Linked DNA regions of Oncorhynchus mykiss: region 1 is linked to region 2. Evidence: chromatin contacts called from public Hi-C data. All regions are on one chromosome and are shown on one strand. Each heading gives the region's core, a stretch centred on a gene start, on an enhancer-like site or on the middle of the called end of the contact. The rest is flanking DNA. Distances are from core to core; before and after follow the strand shown. Region 1 holds the start of parp14rs3 (protein mono-ADP-ribosyltransferase PARP14). Region 2 holds the start of LOC110520193 (cobalamin trafficking protein CblD).

What was found. Hi-C and Micro-C count contacts between places; a contact is called where the count stands out from the background.
Region 1: a contact with region 2 is called in a Hi-C map of liver, with 5 times the contacts expected there. The contact joins the promoter of parp14rs3 here to the promoter of LOC110520193 in region 2. A contact is called at or near these places in 2 of 3 Hi-C or Micro-C datasets (blood and liver).

What each region holds. Positions count from the first base shown.
Region 1 is chr3:53,630,421-53,633,120 of USDA_OmykA_1.1, forward strand. parp14rs3 (protein mono-ADP-ribosyltransferase PARP14) reads left to right here and starts at 1,354. Exons shown (of 26, transcript XM_021597348.2): 1 at 1,354-2,088; 2 at 2,389-2,582; 3 at 2,681-2,700. The coding sequence starts at 1,917.
Region 2 is chr3:53,392,898-53,395,597 of USDA_OmykA_1.1, forward strand. LOC110520193 (cobalamin trafficking protein CblD) reads right to left here and starts at 1,421. Exons shown (of 8, transcript XM_021597342.2): 1 at 1,258-1,421.

The DNA of each region.
Region 1 (2,700 bases), core at 104-2,603, 240 kb after region 2:
GCCACTAAACACACCGATTGGCACGTGTGTTTTTCTGTTGCTCATTAGAAAAACGAGATTTCAGTCTTGGAGGTGTGTTTCATCCCCGTTTGGTTTTTGACGTTTGTCCCCCATGAGACACTGTAGGCACAGAATAAAATAACCATGATGATGTTTTTGCCAAGGATGTTTTAGTTTTACATCTAACTAAGGTGTTTGGTGCATTATTTCTCAAGTAAGAAAATGTGCAATGTTTTGTCTTATGAAAACAAAGTTGGAGGTGCTGGTCAGGTTTGTCTCACTGTCTATGCTATTGGATAAAGAGCAATCACTGCAGCTGTTCACCCCATGTTAGTGTGCAAATGGACATCATCAAATCAAAACCCAACCTTCATTTACCCGTTGTGATGCACAGATGTTCCAAACTCCGTTTTAGAAGAGACTGACTTTATGACCAAAATTAACCTATTTACACTTTGTAGTCAATTTTGACAGTAGAATAACTGTTTCTGACTCGAATCGATGCCACATCGTCCATTTTTAAAGGGATTTGTTGCTTTTTAAAGGCAGTCACTCTTTAATGTCTTCAAGGTACTTAAATATAACATTAATTGTGTGAACTACTGTACCTCAAACTTCACAGAGGGGTCAAGTGTAAGGCTTTTAGGCTTCACATACACTTTGTCTTTGTCACAGGACACAGTGCACTTGGCCATCTTCAGGATCTGTGCTGCCACTAGGGAAAAAAGGGGAATCCCAGTATTACACATACAATGAACATAGATAACTCTGGAATAGGATCAAATCTGATTTGTACCATACATTACTATACATTCATTTGTCCTTTATCAAGCCACAAAAGTAAGTGATCTATCCTATTATATATCAAAGGCTAATCCAAAATGAGAAGACATGGTCCCTTTGTCTGTTCATATCTGGCCGCCCTGATTCCTGTACCTTTTTCCTTGATGCACTGACCGCTGTCATCACTGCCCTCGTTCTCCTTACTGGTAAACTTCACATTCTTCTCAGGGATCTGGGCATAGATCTGAAGCTAGCAGAGTCAATACTGTGAGTGTTTGTTTCTTTTTAGTTCCCTCATATTAAGTTCATATCAAAGCAATATGTTGTTACAGCCTGCTGGTCAAATTGACAGAGGGGTGGACATTCTGAACCTTGTTTGAGGTCAGTAGGTCACATGACCAAGGAGCTATTGAAATTAGAAACATTGAAAAACATTGAAAAATTGCATGAGATGAAAATAGACAAACTAAAGGGTCTGCAATGTGTAGGCCCACTGAGTGGACATTCTGAACCTTGTTTGAGTCAAATAGGTCACATGACCAAGGAGCTATTGAAATTCGAATGTAGAAAAAGTTTCAACTTTGTTTACGCTCCCTAACTAATTAATCTAGGAATACAAAATGCTGCTTGCTCACATTTCCACATGTTTATTAGCTTTGGAAAGCGAATGAATGTCCAAATCGTGAAAATAAGACCTGTGCAATGTTGTGCGCAATTTGTCCAAAATCATGACACTTATTTGGAGTCTGTGGCTCAAGTGGTTTGAAAGCGCGAATATCCAATTTAAAACTGGTTTTACCTCGGTGGAGAACCGATTCACTTTCTTGTTCACTAATAATTCAAGTTCCTTGAAGTCACGAGGTTAAAATCAAAAGTGAAAGTTATTTTATGCACTATACAGGGCGCAACCATCTGGGCTCAACACAACATATTAGCACGGATTTTCCATAATAACCGAAATAAAAAAAGACACTGTAGCACGATTTCAGAGTGTGGAGTCTCAGAATCCTCGTTCCTCTGAGACACGAACTGTCACTTCAACAGGACAGGTGAGCAATCAAAGTTTCTGAAATAAGAGTCATACAAGTATGATCACGCTTCAATCAATATAGGTCGACCTAATTTTCTGAATAATGACGGAAAAAACACTGATTTTGGAGGGTCTGCCTGTCGACCTAGACAAAATTAGATCCAAGTTGGATTTGTACTTCAAAAACAAAAGGAGGTCTGGAGGAGAGGTATTACAAATTCAAGACTATCCTGGGGACAAGAAGAAGGCTCTGCTCGTTTACCTCGAAGATGCATGTAATTATAAAATTATTTTGAAATCAAAATATTTACATACTGTCAATTTAGACACAAAATCTGATTGTGAATAAATTAGCCTAATTATACAGTTTATCTATTTTGCTCAGGCCTATATCTGAAGTATTGTGATAAACAGTTAATGTAAAGTATTTTGACAAACATCTGAGGCACCAAGATTGTGTTCAGTAATGTAATGTCTTAGGAGCCAAAACAGCAGAATCTGGTTTTGTACAATGGGTTAATTAGGCAGAGACTACATATACTGTACCTAATGATGGTATTTTATCATTTTCCCAGCTCTGCAGAAAGTGTTGGCTAAAAGAGATCATAAGATAGATTTTAAAAAACCCATTGGGGTGGTTGAGCTTCAAGTGAAACTGAAGGAGAATGGCGGTGAAACAAAAGTGAAGAATGTTAAACCACCTCTCTTACCAAAAAGAGACAACAATCTGACTCTTGTGGGAAAATCTGCACTCAACACTGAAGAGAAGGTGATTCTTTGTTTATTTGTTATATTGCATCAAGTTTGCCATATTACAATATTTTGACATGTGTTTTTCTGTGCTTGTCCTTATCTGTGATGTAGCAGCCAGTGTCAGACAGTCAAGC
Region 2 (2,700 bases), core at 171-2,670:
GTAATAAATTAACCAACTGCACAAATCTCATTGAGATAAATCTCATTAGACACAAAACACTGAAAGATGGTGCAGTTGACTGTCAACAGGCTAACTAGCTGGCTACAAATAATTTGAATCACAATTCAAAATATCCTGTATCTACCTTACCCAGTAGTACCGTCACTTAGTGCTCATTGACAACTATTTCAGACGACATAGCTGCCACAACATTACATAACAGGGTACATACAGCAGGACTGTAGGGAATGTTAGCTAGCTAGCTAGCCAGCTAATGTTAGCTAACTAAAAAGTGAGAGCTGTGGTGTATTCATTGGTCAGATTCTGTTGCAAAATGTTTTGTAACAGAAACGGTTTACTCCAAATGCTCTTGCAACATGACGTAAAAGAAGTTGGGTTCTTAAATGGAATTTGTAGTTCATTTTAATGTTATGGCAAAGACAGTAAGTACTGTATGGTTTCCTGACCATTCCAATCTAAATAGTCTTTAAAGTGTTTGGCACAAGCTTCACAACTATAAATGATCAATTCTTCCATGCTCTAAAGTGGAGTGAAGTCCACAGGGTTCCTTCCACCTTCTTTCAGATATGTTTCCCAACAGACCAAATGTTTTGCAACAGAATCCAACTAATGAACCGCTAAACTGCAGTACATTTATTTTCAGTTTACATAGGGACGGCAGGTAGCCTAGTGGTTAGAGCTGACAAGGTAAAAATCTGTCGTTCTGCCCCTGAACAAAGCAGTTAACCCAGTGTTCCCCGATAGGCCGTCATTGCAAATAAGAATTTGTTCTTAACTGACTTATCTAGTTAAATAAAGGTTAAATACATTTAAAAAATGGGTCAAATATAGCACTCTTAGTCGTTAGAGCTAAGTAATTAAAATGACGCCCTATGTAGTGTGTAATCTGCATATAGGGCTAACCCTCCTGAAAGGGAATGTAAAAACGTATATTTTGTTTACGTTCAATCCCCAATATTGCACTTTTACGACTGTACCTAAACCACCTGAGCGTCAGAAATCAGCATAATGCCTCCTTCTCTGTTAAGGAAAGTGCTCTCTAACATCATCTGATTCTCAATATATCCTATCATCATCCTATGACTCCGTCTGATAGCTATTGACGAGCAAACTCTGAATATCGAAAGTAAAAACAAATTTACTGAGGGGCAAGACCACACAGCTAATGTGCTAGCTAGCTCTACGTTGGCCGATTTATAGTAGTTTAGGCTCTGACAATAAATGTAATATATTTACCTTAATTAAATGCGTTGAAGAATATCCCCTTCTTGCAAACATGAATCAATAAAATACGTTGAAAATATCAATAGGTCTTATCTGTGTTTATCCTTGACCTAACTTTAGCTCGAATGCCATCTATCTGCTTCACCTTTCGTTGTGCACATGCGCTTACGTGGATAAATGACGGAACCCTACGAGCAACATAAATGGCTTGACGTAACAAGGTTGCAAAAAAAGAAATAACATCAAAATGCAGAATCATGTTTGCACACTAGATGTCGTTATATCCCTATCCATGAGTGGCAGCATGTACCTACAGATTGATGCCAGCAAAGGCAATTCTAAGGAGAGTTTCAGACAAAAATGAATGTGAAAGTTTTCGTCAGTGTATAATGTATAAAATAATCCTCAAACTCCCGTTCAGATGAGAGCTTTGTACCTGAAGAGCAGTGTACCTCCTGAGTGGTGCAGCAGTGCTAGAGGTGTACCTACTGACCCTGGTTCGATTCCAGTTGTATCACAACTGTCCGTGATTGGGAGTACCATAGGGTGGCGCCCAGTGTCGTGCAGGTTAGGATTTGGCCAGGGTAGGCTGTCATTGTAAATAAAAATGTGTTCTTAACTGACCTGCCTAGTTAAATAAAGGTAAAATATAGAGGTTGCTGTGCTAATGAGGGCATTTGATTAATGAACCGGGTTAACATTAACTTTGGAACGTTCTGATTTGAGAAGGGCGGTTTCTCACCACTGTTAGCCGTTCACGCCCGTTAATCAAACTCCCTCAATGTATTTATTTGAGTGTAAACGTTCTGTGGACCAGTCTGTTGAGAACAAATGTTTGTTCTTCAAGTGCAGTCGCATAAACCTTCAAGCGCTATTATGAAACTGGCTCTCATGAGGACCGCCACAGGATAGGAAGACCCAGAGTTACCTCTACTGCAGAGGATACATTCATTAGAATAACTGCACCTTAGATTGCAGCCCAAATAAATGCTTCACAGAGATCAAGTACAGACACATTTCAACATCAACTGTTCAGAGAAGACTGCATTATTAAGACATTCATGGTCGAATTGCTGCAATGAAACCACTAGTAAAGGACACCAATAAGAAGAAGAGACATCCTTGGGCCAAGAAACATGAGCAATGGACATTAGAACAGTGGAAATCTGTCCCATGGTCCAAATTTGAGATTTTTGGTTCCAACCGCTGTGTCTTTGTGAGACCCAGAGTAGGTGAACGGATGATCTCCACGTGTGTGGTTCCCACCGTGAAGCATGGAGGAGGAGGTGTGATGGTGTGGGGGTGCTTTGCTGGTGACACTGTCAGTGATTTATTTAGAATTCAAGGCACACTTAACCAGCATGGCTACCACAGCATTCTGCAGCGATATGCCATCCTATCTGGTTTTCGCTTAGTGGGACTATCATTTGATTTTCAACAGGACAATGACCCGAA